Regions from separate parts of the Bos taurus genome. Here region 2 is linked to region 1. The links are chromatin contacts, called in public Hi-C maps. All regions are on one chromosome and are shown on one strand. Each heading gives the region's core, a stretch centred on a gene start, on an enhancer-like site or on the middle of the called end of the contact. The rest is flanking DNA. Distances are from core to core; before and after follow the strand shown. Region 1 holds the start of CD24 (CD24 molecule). Region 2 overlaps RTN4IP1 (reticulon 4 interacting protein 1).

What was found. Hi-C and Micro-C count contacts between places; a contact is called where the count stands out from the background.
Region 2: a contact with region 1 is called in a Hi-C map of blood, with 4 times the contacts expected there. The contact joins the enhancer-like site here to the promoter of CD24 in region 1. A contact is called at or near these places in 4 of 11 Hi-C or Micro-C datasets (blood, liver, skeletal muscle and 1 more).

Annotation. Positions count from the first base shown.
Region 1 is chr9:42,989,218-42,996,606 of ARS-UCD2.0, reverse strand. CD24 (CD24 molecule) reads right to left here and starts at 4,162. Exons shown (of 2, transcript XM_059889865.1): 1 at 3,895-4,162; 2 at 1-3,382. The coding sequence starts at 4,101. The coding sequence ends at 3,107.
Region 2 is chr9:43,359,651-43,366,791 of ARS-UCD2.0, reverse strand. All of the region lies in intron 5 of RTN4IP1 (reticulon 4 interacting protein 1), which reads right to left. Among named protein-coding and RNA genes, the nearest start is that of RTN4IP1, 34 kb to the right of the region's middle. Within about 2 kb of position 1,856, at least 1 of the 102 cell types and tissues checked has an H3K27ac peak or open chromatin away from gene starts, as enhancers often do. A contact at or near this core is called in blood, where this site is marked.

The DNA.
Region 1 (7,389 bases), core at 2,913-5,412:
ATTTTGGACGTTGTCTCTCTTCATCTTGTACAGGTAACTCCAGCAGATTTAATATTGGCATTCATCATCTAGTCAGACCCTTCACATGCTCTTCAAACAAATTTGGGATCCTCAATAATTTCTGTCAATTAAATAAGGTGTGGAATTAGCAGATTTATTCAATGAAGACTTCTTTTTCTCTCTTTTTTTTTCCTTTGTCACACAGGATGTATAGATGCCATTTGAACTGGATTTAGAAGATGGTGGAGTACAGATGTTTCTTCGCCTGAGTCTCTTAACAGTAGAGATGTAGAAGGGAGACCGAGATCACAAAGAGACTGGCTGTTGACTGCAGAGTACCATCGCTTGCCTTGGTGGTGGCATTGGCTGGATGAGGGGCAGGTGAGGTAGTCTGGGAGGAGTTACTTGGTGTTACAACAGTTGTTTGATTTGAGTAAGTCTAAAATATATAAAAAGTTACACTGATCAATTTCCACATTACAGTTGTCTCTCCACATACATTTTATATGCCATTAAGATAGATGATACAGTCTCAGGTTGGTTTTTTTTCCCCATTATTCCCTTACCCACATCATTTCATTCTGAATTTCTTAGTCCCACCAAGATCCTTTAGTTTCAAAAACAACTACCTAGTGATGATTAATGACTGCAAGTAACAATAACCAAAAACAAGCAAACAAAAATGTTCTTCAATAACTATGTAACTCCCAAGTATATGACTTGACCCTTAATTCTTTATAAAGTAATAAGGAACCAAGGTAACTAACCCACTTTCTGTGATTATACTGACTGACTGGTGTTACAAATAGGCTTCTTCTACTTTCTCAAGAAGGGGGAGATTTTAAAGTTGCACTAATAATTTGGATTTTAAAATACAGTAATTTGAGACATATGTTATGAGAATTGAGTCTCTGTCTTCCTGAATTCGCTGGATAACTTTCACCTACCTGTTTAATACAACCTTGCATTAAAAGTAAGGGGCCCTGGATATCTTATCTGCTCCTTTGAAGTCTGGAAACAGTATACAGCCCTTCTCAAAAACGGCCACAATATTTGTTTTAAGTTGAAAAATATAATGAGCCTCTGCCTTAAGGCAAAATGATTTCACCCAAAGCATCATAAAGTCGGAATGACTTCACAACAGACGAGACGGTTTGATGTTGGTTTCACGAGCAGCAGCCCTCCTGCCTGGTCACTAAGCCCAGCACTGTGGCCAAGGACCAAGGTCCCCCAGCACCCCAGTGCCTAAGTGGCATCATTCACCACACTGTTTTTCAAGTCATAAAATGCACAGTCCAGCAGGGCACATGGTAATCTCTTCTTTGTCAGGGAACAAAGGCAGATGGGAGATTTCAGCTCTCACTGCAAGAGAGGGTTTTAAAGGGCTTCTGATTACAGCTGGAACAAGAACCTGGCACCAAGCAGGTCTGGGCCACATGTATGTTTGGCTACCAATCAATTCAAAGATAAAACCATTTTATCCTTTGTTGTAAATCCATAGAAAACCCAGCTTCTTTTGTTGTAAAACCCATAAGGACATTCAGCAAACATCGACTAAAAATTTTATAAAGCCTATCTAAAATAGACTAATTTTAAAAATCTCAATGAAATCAAATATATTTATTTGGCACCTACCCAACAGAGTGTGCTACCAAGAAGAAAAGCACTCCTAGTAAAAGGAAAGCATTAATAATATGGGGAACAATTTAAAACAGGGCTCCTTATTTGGGGGCAGGACCTGATTTGGGATCCCTGAAGGTAATCTGTTCTTATCCAACAAAGCCTTGGTGCATCAGGTGAGTTTAAAAAAAAACAAACCAGAGCCCAGTGCATCCATAGGAGAATCAAAGGGTCCTCCACACCAATGAAAAAAACTAATGTTAATATATGAAATTGACAGTAAACATAAATTTCCCTACTAAGCTATCAAAGATTTATTTGCTTAACCTCAAACCTCTGAAATTTAGGGGTGTGGGACGGAATCTGGCTGGGAAAGGAGATGGGGCGGGGTGGGAGAGACCAGCGTTTCCAGTGGCCACGCCCCTCCCCCACCGAGGAATAGAGAAAGGCTCGGGAGAGCAGCCGACCCGCAAAACAATAGGGTACAGTTACCCGGTCCGCGGAGCGGAAGACGAGGAGCGCACCTCTCTCAGGCTGCGCTCCCAGGTGAGCCCGGCGGCTGGATGTCTGGGGACCTGGCGCACCCAACTTTTTCGGAAGAAGTGCTAAGGAGACCCTCCTCAGAAAGCCCCAACGGAAGGCGATGGAGACCCAACCGCTCGGGCACCCCTACCTACCCTCCAAGTCCAAGCTACCGGAGACAAATGCCCCTTTCTTGCCCTCCCAGCGCCCCCCGACTTCGGTCTCTCAGGCTCAGCCGCCGCTGGCCTCCCTCGCGGCCGCTGCGCACCCACCCGCCGGACACCGTGGGCAAGATGTGTTCCCGGGACAGAGGATCTGAGGAGGCCGCGGGGACAGGGACAAAGCCTGGCGGGGAATCGGGACACAAATGTCCCATCCGCCGCCTGTCCAGAGATAGCCAATCTGGCTAACAGAGGGTTCCGTTGGTGACTTGTAAGGTCGTCCCCAGGATAGCACAGGGTCAGGAGAGGGTCCCCCCCCCCCCCAGACTTCAGCCCCGAAACACGCGGGACTGGGGTGGCTTAACAGGGTCAGTAACTGGGGCTTGCTAGGGATCCACGAACTAGCTCTGAGTGGAGGATGGGCGAGAGCTGCGCCCCCCGAAGGGGATCTTCCTCTCTCTTTGTGTGATGCGCTAGGGGACGCGAAGACACTCGTACAGGGAAGCGGGGCGCTCGTGGGATCCAGGGACGACCTCCCCAAAGGGTCTGAGGTCTCTGGGTGCTCCAGGGGTAGGGAGAGCGCCTTCTTTCCCGCTCTGCATGAAAGCGGGCAGTGGGCGACAGGCAGCCTGTGAAGGGCTATGCGAAACCTGGGGTGGGGCAAGGTCCTCCTAGCCCACGCGTGTAGGTGCTTTGTTCTCGGGGCTGCCTAAAGGGTGGGGACAGCCTGCTAGGAAGTGGAAAGTGGGCTCCAAATTGCCGCCCCCTCTCCCCCCAGATCAGATTGTACTAGATTCTCTCTCCTAGTTCGGGTCCACAACCGAAGGTGGGGGCGCAGACCGGTTCAGGCGGTCCCACCCGCCTCGGGCGCGGCCCCTGAGCCCCCTCGCCGGGCGCCAGGACCTCACCTGCGTAGGTAAGAGCAGCGCCAGAAGCAGCAGCCCCAGTCCGAGCCTGGCTACGATCGCTCTCCCCATGTCCGCTCCGTCGGTGCGCAGCGCGTCTCGCTGGATTGCAGGGTGCCGAAGGATCGCTGGCGGGGTGCAGGCAAGGTGGGGAGCGCGGCCGGCGGGCGGGACCTTATATACCGGGCCAGCCACAATAGCCGTGACGTGGCGCCGCCCGCCCACCCGCGCTCCCCTCCTCCACCGCCGCCCCCCGCGCGCGCCCGCCAGCCGCCTCCCCTCCTCCCTGCCTCCCGGCCCCGGCCGGGTTCGCAGCGCCCTCTCCTTCCGCCGGCCCGGAGACCCCGGGGCGGCAGGTGGGCGGCCGGCGCCGCCGGCTCCCGGAGGGATGCTTTATGTTTTCCCCCGGCGGGCAGTGTGCAGGCTGGCGCAGGGCGCCCAGTGACTCCCACACAGGACCCGGGGCGAACTCGTGAGCCGCACACTCCGCTCCCAGGCCCGGGCCCAAGTTTCCTTTGTTTCCCCCGACCTGCCATCTTATCCCCCCAAAAGAAAAGTCTTCAGCCTCCCGCGCAACGCGCAGCCTCCAGTCCTGGCTCTAGCTGCTGCGCGGACCCCGACTTGGGTTTTCTCAAATCTCCGCCCCATAGGAAAGGGGAGTTTTCGGGCTTTGCGGTGTCCCGGACCTGGCAAGGGGCACCGGGTGCCGGCAGGCGCGCTCCCTTCTCAGGCTGGTCGGTCGGGCTCGCAGGCGGCGCCCGCGCTCGGAGCACCGCGTGTGCTCTGCCCCTCGCCGGTCGCGCCTTCCCCTTCCCCCCGCCACTCGCTTTGTTTTTGGAGCTCCTCGTGCTCGCCGGTCTGTGAGGGTTCCCTGGGGCATCCCACGTCCGCATCCTCCCGAGAGGTGGGGAGCCGCCCACCGGGCGCAGACTGGCTGCCCTGACACTGGCGACAACTGAGTTTTGGTTCTCGGCGCTCCACCCTGCCGCCGCTGGCGGACAGGGGCGAAGAGACCGTGACCTGCCCTGACGGATGGTCCCCCTCCCCAGCCCTAAAGGCCCCTTCAGCCCTCCCCACGTGGCTTTGCTACTAGGTCCCACCCAGGGAGCGGGAACCTCCCTGGCGGTCCCTCTAGAATTCGCTGCCCCAGTGGAATTCCTGGGGACAGGCTTTTTTGGCCTCTGTTGCAACGCACTTGCTCGTTGTTTTCTGTTTAAAGAGCAAAAGCTTTTGGGATAAGGCTATTACTTTTCCATAGCTGCCATTAGGCAGTTTAATGAACTGGCGCCTGTAGGAGATTAGTCCTTATTATGCAGATTTGAGTGGAATATATTTTCCAACCATCCTACTGTGAAAACTTTCAAGAATACAGTGAAAAGTAGAAACTATTTTACTGGTGGATATTTAAAAATTTAATTTGTAATTGCGTTACTTAATCTTTTTTACTTAAAGTTTGCCGACTGTTTTCAGGTCTTGGAAGCAGAGTCCAGACATAGTAAAGCTATTGTTTAGTGGCTCAGTCCTGTCCAACTCTTTGCAACCCCATGGACTGTAGCCCGCCAGGCTCCTCTCTGTCCATGGGATTTTCTGGCAAGAATACTTGGGTGGGTTGCCCATTCCACCTCCAGGGGATCTTCCCGACCCAGGGATGAAACCACATCTCCTGCTTGGCAGGCAGATTCATTATGGCTGAGCCACCGGGAAGCAGTATGGCTGTAAATGTATTTAACTGTTACTTTTGCAGAACAGCCTAGTTAAACAAGGTTTGTTTTATGGGAGCAGAGTAGAGATGGAATCCACAGTACCCGGTCTGTGACTGAATGGGCTTGTGCCCTTCTGGCCAGTCACTTTAACTCAGTAACTTTCCACTTTAGTACATACTTGGGAACACAGGAATTTCTGTCCTGCACCAGTGGACTTTCCTGTTTTACAGTGTTATCACACTGTTTAGAAATAACCTGGTCTTTTCCAGGGCATGAATGGGCTGTGGCCCAGAAGTGCCTAGTCCCAGGGGAGGTCCCATAGTAAGTTCTTCAGAGAATGCTTGTTGAACTAAATGGTGGTATTCACAGGATACATTAATTATTTTGTCCTTCATCTTCTTTTCCTATTCCTTCTTTCCTCCTCCTCCCTCCTCCTTGTTACTGATTTCAAGAGATGAACTAATGGAGTGCTAAAGAAGACTCTAGAGCCAGCTCTCCTTGGTCCAAATCCTGGTTGTGCTACTTCTACCTGCGGCAAAAAGCCTGTTTCTTCATCTTTAAATTGAAGATGATGGAGACATTATTAAATTTATATAAAGGGTTATTGCGGGACTTGCCTGGCGGTCCCGTGGCTATGCCTCCACACTGCCAATGCAGGGGGCCCAAGTTCAATTCCTGGTCAGGGAACTAGATCCCACATGCCGCAACTGGGAGTTCTCATGCCACGACTAAAAGATCCTGAGTGCCGCAACTAACAATCCCACATACCAGAACGAAGATCAAAACTCCCATATGCCGCAGCCAAAACCTGGCCCAGCCAAATTAGTGAATAAATATTAAAGGGTTGTTGTCTATAAAGTGTTAGAACAGAGCCTGTCTTACACTGGGAGCTCTCAGGTAATGTTTGTTCCTGCCCTGAAGGTGCCAGGAACCTTCTTTGCAGCTGTATGATTCATGAAAGACATACCAAGCACCAAAAAGTACTTAAATCTGGTAAGGCAACTCATCACCAGTTAATGATCACGCATAATTCACAAAGCAAGACCCTTCAGATCTGTCTAGCAGTTCCTCTGGACATCCTATAAGGGGCATTACCTATGGCCATTTTGTGGCCTGGAGGCTTAACGCTCCTAGGGAAGTCCTCATTACAAACTCCCATGCTGCTCTATTTCCTATATGGCAAGAATCTCAAGTAAACCGCTTAAACCTTTCTTCCAGGTTTCTTTCAGTGAATTCCTTCTTCCTATTCATTCTTCTTTTCTGGTTTTCCATAGTTGTTTGCTTTTCCCTTTAGCCAATAATAGTTCATACTCCTAAGACTAAATTGAGAATCTCAATGGTTATCCTGGAATATTTAAGACACATGGCCAATTTACATTTTTATAAAGAAAGTATTTCATGGAATGATCTTGAAACTGATGGATTCCATAAATTGGAATCGTAGCTTTAAGTTTTAATATTTTTTCATGAGATAGCATGTGACCCAACTTTTAGATGCTAGTTCTAAGTAAAATTAAGGGAGTGATACATACAATTTCTAAATGCAGAACTGTGAAGAGTGATGAAGAACCTGAGCCTAGGTAGACTCTGGGGTCAGACCTGGACTTAAACCCTGCTCTATCACTTTCTAGGGATCTGACTTTGAGTGAGTTTTCCAACCTCCAATGACTCAATTTTCTCATCTGGAAAATGGGCCAATAATACCTGCCTCACAGGGCTATGATCTTCAATGAGATGACATGTACATTTAGCAGAGTGCCTGGCACATAGTAAGGACTCACTAAGCTGCCATTTCTACTGCTGTAGGATCTAGTAATTATAATGTGTCTTTTGAAATCTTTCATTTGTTTAGCAATTACTCTTTTTTTCAGCATCTTTGCAGGTGGTATTTTCTACGGGCACCTATGAGGTCAGTAAGGCAAACTTCATTTCTGAGGCACAGAGAAGTTAAGTTACTTACCCACAGCCACATAGCCAGTTTATAGTGCCTCACCTAAAGCCAGAACCAAGGTTTCCTGACCCAGGTCCCAAGTGTTTTCTGAGAGGCCCATCTCCCTTACCCCACATTCTCTTCATTGAGCACTCAAACAATATTTACTAGCTGAATAGGCTAATATTAAGGGAGCAGATTAATTTGCTTTTTAAGGCAAAATAGTAATCCTAATTCTAGGGGGACAGAAGATATTATTTGACATGTTTAGCAATTGTCAACAAAATGGATGTGAAATGTGATAGAAATTCCATGTATTTAATTTTGATCTATCCTGGTTTTTTAGCTAAGCTTTTGTTCCACACCCAGGAACTCCAGCTGGGAGATGGCAGTGAAGGTAACCAAGTGAAGGAGCATTTTTAGTTGAGTAGGTTCCAAGTCCCCTTGCTAGAGTTTGTTCAATCAGCAGATGATGCAGCCGGACTCTCTGTGGGGACATGCTGCCCCCTACTGGCCATATAAACCCCTCAGTTCTCACTGCCAGAAAA
Region 2 (7,141 bases), core at 607-3,106, 370 kb before region 1:
ATAACCAATTCATTTAAAGAGGGGCTCAGAATCTCACCAGCATCAGAAAAGACAAAAGTTGATGACCTTAAGCTTAGCATTTTCAATGATGACAAAGGTAACAGGGGAAAAAACACCACATCCTCAGAAAATAACCATTTCAAATGTATCCAGAGCATAAAAACACAACATCACTTCATTTGCGTCTCCAGTAAGCATAACCTTGAGTCAGACAACAGCATCAAAGCAATTAGGTACCGGGTAATAAGCGAAAGGTGCTCTTAAAAATAGGGGAAGAAAATGTGGCCATTTTGCTTCCAAAACATGGATCAGGTCCTCTCCTTTGGAGTAAAAAGACCTAAATAAATGGTTTTTGGGATTTAAAATGCAGATAGTTTATATTTTAAAATAACTAGACAAATAAAAAGAAGGATTCAGGATTAAGTATCCAGAAAGCCTCATGCTCCAAAATTGCTGTCATTCTTTCCTACAATGGCAATTTCATACAATTAAAAGGGAGCCATTATCAGCAAAAATCTGAGAACAGCTACTTGATGTTCACTGAGAAATTTCCAAATGGACAGTTAGAGGTCATAACAAATTTGTTGTTTTCTCGTTCCTGTCCTCAGTATCAATTTCCCAAGCTTCCTTGATGTAAGTTATAGAGGTTCATTAGAATAAGTGAGATCCGTGTTCTGATCACTACTGAAACCCCACTCAGTGATACACACACAAAGGCTGGAGATCTGTTAACTACAAAGAAATAAAGGATTTAAAAACTATTCTAATCTTATCTAATTTCTCACTTTTAAAAAGTAATATTAACCAAGGAATATACCCTGGAAATCTGAGGAGGAATTAAAACATTTAAGCTGACATCAAATATGATATTTTATGTTTATGGGCCACAAACAGAGACAACTGAGTATAATGACATGTTGCTTTCAACATCGAGTCCTAAACTCAACTTATATATGTGAAGAATACAATCCAAGGTGAATATCTAGTATCTATAGAAAAAAGAAACTGACAAGAAAAAAGGAAATTGTGTTCTAAGCACCAATATTTAATTTGTGCTTCTCTTAAACAGTATTAAATACTCAGAATCTGTCACATCTTGAGAAGTTCAATAAATTTTTTTTCCAAATTTCTAGATTTTCCTCTCCTACTTAGAACTATCTACTATCACTGCTGTTGCTGACGTTCAGTCGCTTCGTCATGCCTGACTCTTCTGCAGCCCCATGGACTGTAGCCTACCAGGCTCCTCTGTCCATGGGATTCTCCAGGCAAGAATACTGGAGTGGGTTGCCATTTCCTTCTCCAGGGAATCTTCCCACCTACTATCACTGCACACTACTGAAAGGTTTTAAAGCAGCTTTAGATTTAAAAACAATTTTATGTAAACTGTTAAAAATAAGAAGAAGAAATAACACAACCCAAGTACAGGAGACGTCTATAAGGCAAACAGTGCTCCGACAGGGACTGCAAGCTGGCAGTCACTCCAAGAGCCCTACACTGTGCCCTCTCCCTCCCAACAGGCATCATCAAGCTGATACTTGGAGTAAATCACCTCCTTGCATTAAAAAAAAAAAAAAAAAAGGTTTTATCATCCAAACATGTATTTCCTAGATACTACAGTTTAGTCTTGTGCAATTTAAAAATATGATTTCCTATTTTTTTTTTTAAACTATAGTCTCCTCTTCTACCCCACTTCACTTAAAATTTATCTGCGAAAGAATCTAGGCCATGTACCTGCAGAGCTTTTCCCTGGAAACTCTGGAATTTCTGCCTGCACACCTGGGACGGTTCCACATACTGCTCTGTCCTGTGTTTCCCATTTATGTCCTTTCACAATACTAAGAACAGCATCTGCGATTACAGAAGGCTGAGCATGTCTGCCTGTTCCTCTTTTTATTAAATCTCAGTGGTTGTCTGCTGGAGGTTGCAAAATGGTGCTACTCTCTATCTCCTGTTTTCACTTAGTAGTTGGAATACTTTTATAGAGAAACACCTCTCCTCATATACTACTTTGTTTATTCAGGTGTACAATTCATATAGAAAGGGCAAATAATTGTTTCCTTTTATTAGTTTATAAAATAATAAATTGGTTTCCTGTCATCTTCCAAGTGACCACTTTAAAAAAAATATCATCATGAACTCATTTAAGTCATGGATTTAAAACTATTTGGAAGCTTTCATTCTTTTGTAACTATCGTGACGATTTCTGAAGCTCAAATCGTCCTCTTTGATAACCTTTAGGAATTTCTTCAAGTTGGCTGCTGAGTCTTTTTGACATGACTCAACTAGTTCTTACTAACTTCTCATTCTTATACGTTTCATGCCATAGATCTGGAATCTGCCATTACTCCAAGGCCCTGAATTTTTGTGTGCATGTGAGCAATGGTATTTCAAGAGACAGTTTTGCGTACATACACATAAGAAATAGCTCTTGAGTTCATTTTGATACTTTCAATTCAAACTCCAGACTATCAAGTTTTTACTTAACCTGTATTACATCTGCATCTTCTTTCTTGCACTACTAAAATCTTGATGGTCAAAGACAAAGGGGATTATAGAGTTAAAACATGCCATAAATACCCAACTGTTCTAGTGTATATATATATACTAGACATATACCAGTCTCTGAATAATAGTACTAAAATCATCCCCAATATGATCAATGAAAGCATTCAAATAATTTTAAATTGCTTTCCCACTATTTCTTTTTAAAAATAGTTGTACTGTTTACTTTGTCAGAGTTACACACTGTACTCTCTAAGCCCTCATGAAGTTTTAGTTCTACAGATAACTGTATATTTAACATGTACCACCAGTCCTTAGGGTTATGTCTCTCTAGCTATTTTAGTTTTCAGAAGCTCATATTCTAGTATATTTCTCAGAAAGAGATCAGAAGAACATACTCCTCACGTTCTTGCATGTTATTAACAGTTAGTATATGTCCTTTATTATACAGAGGCCAGTTGCACTGGATATAAAATTTTAGCATATTCTTTCTCAAGTGTCTTAAGTGTTACTCCAACTCCAGTCCCAGCATTAAAGCACTGTTATCAAAAAGTGCTAATAACCTAATTTTACTCATATGTCACCTTCTTTTTTTTTGAAAGATGCCCCAAAGTTTTCATTTTTCTCCTTTTCCTTAAAGGCCAGTAATTTTGCTAGTTTCCCTTGATACTGCTCATTCTGGGTCCATGTTCTTCGATAAGCACTCCAGTCATTTAACATGTAATTTCAAATCATTTAACTTCAGGGAAGTAGGGAAGTTTCTTGAATTACGGGTTTTAGCATTTGTCTTATTCCCTCGTTTTGGTTTTCCTCATCAGAGACTCTTATTGATACAGCAATTTTCTTTCCTATCTTCAATACATGACACTTTTCTCTTGATTCTGTCTTTATCTCTTCCTTTCTTTCCAATTTACAATTTTTCCTCTTTACACATAGTTTCTACTGCTGTGCTGCTGCAGTTTAGTCTAAAGTCATGTCCGACTTTTTGTGACCCCATGGACTTTAGCCCACCAGGCTCCTTTGTCCATGGAATTCTCCAGGCAAGAATACTGGAGTGGTTAGCCATTCCCTTTTCCAGGGAATCTTCCTGACCCAGGGATCGAACTCAGGTCTCCCACATTGTAGGCAGATTCTTTACTGTCTGAACCACCAGGGAAGCCCTCCTTCTAGTTTAGTCTTCTGTTATTTCTTTTTACTTTATTTCTGAGTTTTTCCAATTCTGATTTATTTTATTCATGTCTTTGTATTTTTAATGTTCTTTTTAGCTTGTTTTGAAATTCCAGGTTTCATTTTGATATTTTCTCATGCGTTTTCCTTGTCTGTAGATACGTTATTCTACTCTTCATTCTTTCTTTTTCTCACAGTAACTTTGTATGGGATTTAACCTTGATATTTTCCTATTAATCAATTGTTTAATTTAAATGTTTTTATTGTGAAACATAACACACAGAGAAAAGTGTGTGGAATATAAATGTACAGCTTAACACATTATTACAAAGCAAACACTATCTTAAGGACTGCTCAAGATTAAGAACTAGGATACCTCACTTCCCCCTCCCAATCAAAACTGTCCTCATTCCCTGGGAAGTAGCAACAACTATCAGGACTTTTCCATAAGCCTTCCCTCACCTATTAAAAAACAGTTTTTCTATCTAGATAAGCATCCTTAGACACTACTGTTTAGTTTTACTTGTCCTTGAGTATCACTAAATGGAATCGTATAAGTTATACTCTTGTTTCGGACTTCTTTCTACTTGTTCAATTCATCTACTACATTGTGTACAACTAAGGTTTGCTTTTTTAAGATTTTTTTGATGTGGAAGACTTTTAAAGTCTTTATTGAATTTGTTACAATATTGTTTCTGGTTTATGGTTTTTGGGACATGAGGCATGTGATCTTAGTTCCCTGACCAGGGATCAAACCCGCATCCCCCGCATTGGAAGGCAGACCACTGGACCACCAGGGAAGTCCCCAGTAGTTTGTTTTCATGGCTGTATAATACTCTAAACATAAGAATATATTGCAGTTCACTTTCCCATTTTGCCTGGAGAAGCCAATGGCAACCCACTCCAGTATTCTTGCCTGGAAAATCCCATGGATGGAGGAACCTGGTAGGCTATGGTCCATGGGGTTGCAAAGAGTCGGACACGACTGAGTGACTTCACTTTTCACTTCCCATTTTGGGCTACCATTCTTTCAGCTGGTAAAGAATCTGCCTGCATTGTGAGGGACCTGGGTTTGATCCCTGGGTTGGGAAGATCCCTTGGAGAAAGGAAAGGCTACCCACTCCAGTATTCTGGCCTGGAGAATTCCATAGACTCTCCATGGGGTCACAAAGAGTCAGACACGACTGAGCGACTTTCACTCACTTTCCCATTTTACTGTTGATGACCAGTTAGGGGATAATACCTGGGACATATCTGGGGATATTCTGGGACATATCTTTTGGTGAACATGCATGTACAGTTGACTCCCTGTATCTAAGAACTCCACATCAATCAACCAGGGATTGAAAATATTAAGGAAAAAAAAATGTCAAAAAGCAAAACCTGAATCAACAGCACACTATTTACATAGCATTTACATTGTTTACATAGCATTTACATTGACTACATTGATAAGAAATCTGAAGAAGATTTAAATTATACAACAGGATGTATTTGGGTTATATACAAATACTATGCCATTTTATCTGGTCTTCCCAGGGGAAGTGGTAGTTTGCTAGTGGTAAAGAAGTGAAGTCAGTGAAGTCACTCAGCCATGTCCGACTCTTTGCGATCCCATGGACTGTAGTCTACCAGGCTTCTCTGTCCATGGGATTTTCCAGGCAAGAGTACTGGAGTGGGTTGCCATTTCCTTCTCCAGGGGATCTTCCTGACTCAGGGATCAAACCCAGGTCTCCTGCATTGCAGGTAGACGCTTTACCCTCTGAGCTAAATGCAGTAGACATAAGAGGCTCAGGTTCGATCCCTGGGTCAGGAAGATCCCCTGGAGGAGGGCATGGCAACGCACTCCAGTATTCTTGCCTGAAATATCTCATGGACAGACGAGCATAGCAGGCTACAGTCCATGGGGTTGCAAAGAGTTGTACACTTCATGCTATTTTATGAAAGGGACTTGGGCACCCATGGATTTGGGCATCCAAGGAAGTCCTGGAACAAATACAAGGCTGGTATACTGAGGGATGATTATATTTCTGCCTACAAAGTACATTCATATTTTGTTGGGCTGTCACAGGGCAATTTATATTCATAATTAGTAGATACAGCCAAATTATTTTCCAAACTAGTTACGCTAATTACACTTTAACCAGCAGGATATGATACTTCTCTTTTTCTCCCATCCTCCCTCCCTCTTTTCCTTTTTTCCATTTACATATTAATTCACATTTACTGACAAACCATGGATTAGGCACTGGGTATCTGCCTTAAGTCTATTTGAGCTGCTATAACAACACAGACTGGGTACCTTATAAACAACAAACATGTACTCCTCACAGTTCTGGAGGCTAAAGGTCCAAGACCAGGGTGTCAGCACGTGGGTGTGCTCCGAGCCCCCTTCCTGGTTTGCAGCCTGTGCCTCCCCTCTGTGCCCTCGCTTGGGGAAGGGCTCGGGAGCTCTGCTGGCCTCTTTCATAAGGACTTTAATACCATCCGCGAGTGCTCCACCCTCATGGCCTAACCACTTCCCAAAGGCCTCAACACTATCACTATGGGCATCAGGACTTCAAAACATGAATTTCAGAGGAGCACAAACATTCAGGCCACAGCAGCAGATAAAGGTGAACTAAGATGAATCCAGGTGTGCATTTCCTGGGCATCCTCTCCATCTCCCGTTTCTTCCCCCAGCCACTAGCAGGCGCTTATCTGTTTTCTGTCTCCAAGGATTTGCCTCTTCTGGACACAACATAAATGGAATCATACCAAATGTGACCTTTTCTGTCTGGGTTTGTCACTTTTTAGCATTATGTTTTGAAAGTTTATCTATGCTGTATCATGAATCAGAATTTCATTCCTTTTGATGGCTGAATAACATTCCCTTGTGTATATACACACCACATTTTGTTTCTCCATTCATTAGGTGATAGACACTAAGGCTGTTTCCATTTCTTTGACTATTATGAATACTGATGTTGCAAATGAACATTTGTATATAAGTTTTTGCTTGAACACAGATTTTCATTTCTCTTAAGTATACACCTAGGAATGGAACTGCTGGCTCACAGGTAATTCTAAGTTTAATACAGAATTAAGAATTTTAATTCTGCCAAATTGTTTTCCACTGCGGCTGCATCAATTTACATTCCCACTAGCACTGTATAAGGGTTTCAGTTTCTTTACATCCTTGCCAACATTGTTATTTTCCATTTTTTTAATAGCCATCCTAGTAGGCGTGAAGTGCTACCTCACTGTGGTTTTTTTTTAAACTGAAATATAGTTGATTTACAATGTTGTGTTAATTTCAGGTATTCAGGGTTTTGTGGATTTTTTTGCATACTATATCCCATTATAAGTTATTAAAAGATATTAGGTATAATTCCCTGTGCTATACAGTAAATCCTTGCTGCTTACGTATTTTATGCATAGCAGTCGGTATCTCTTAATTCCACAGTCTTAATTTGCCCCTCCCCGCCTCTTC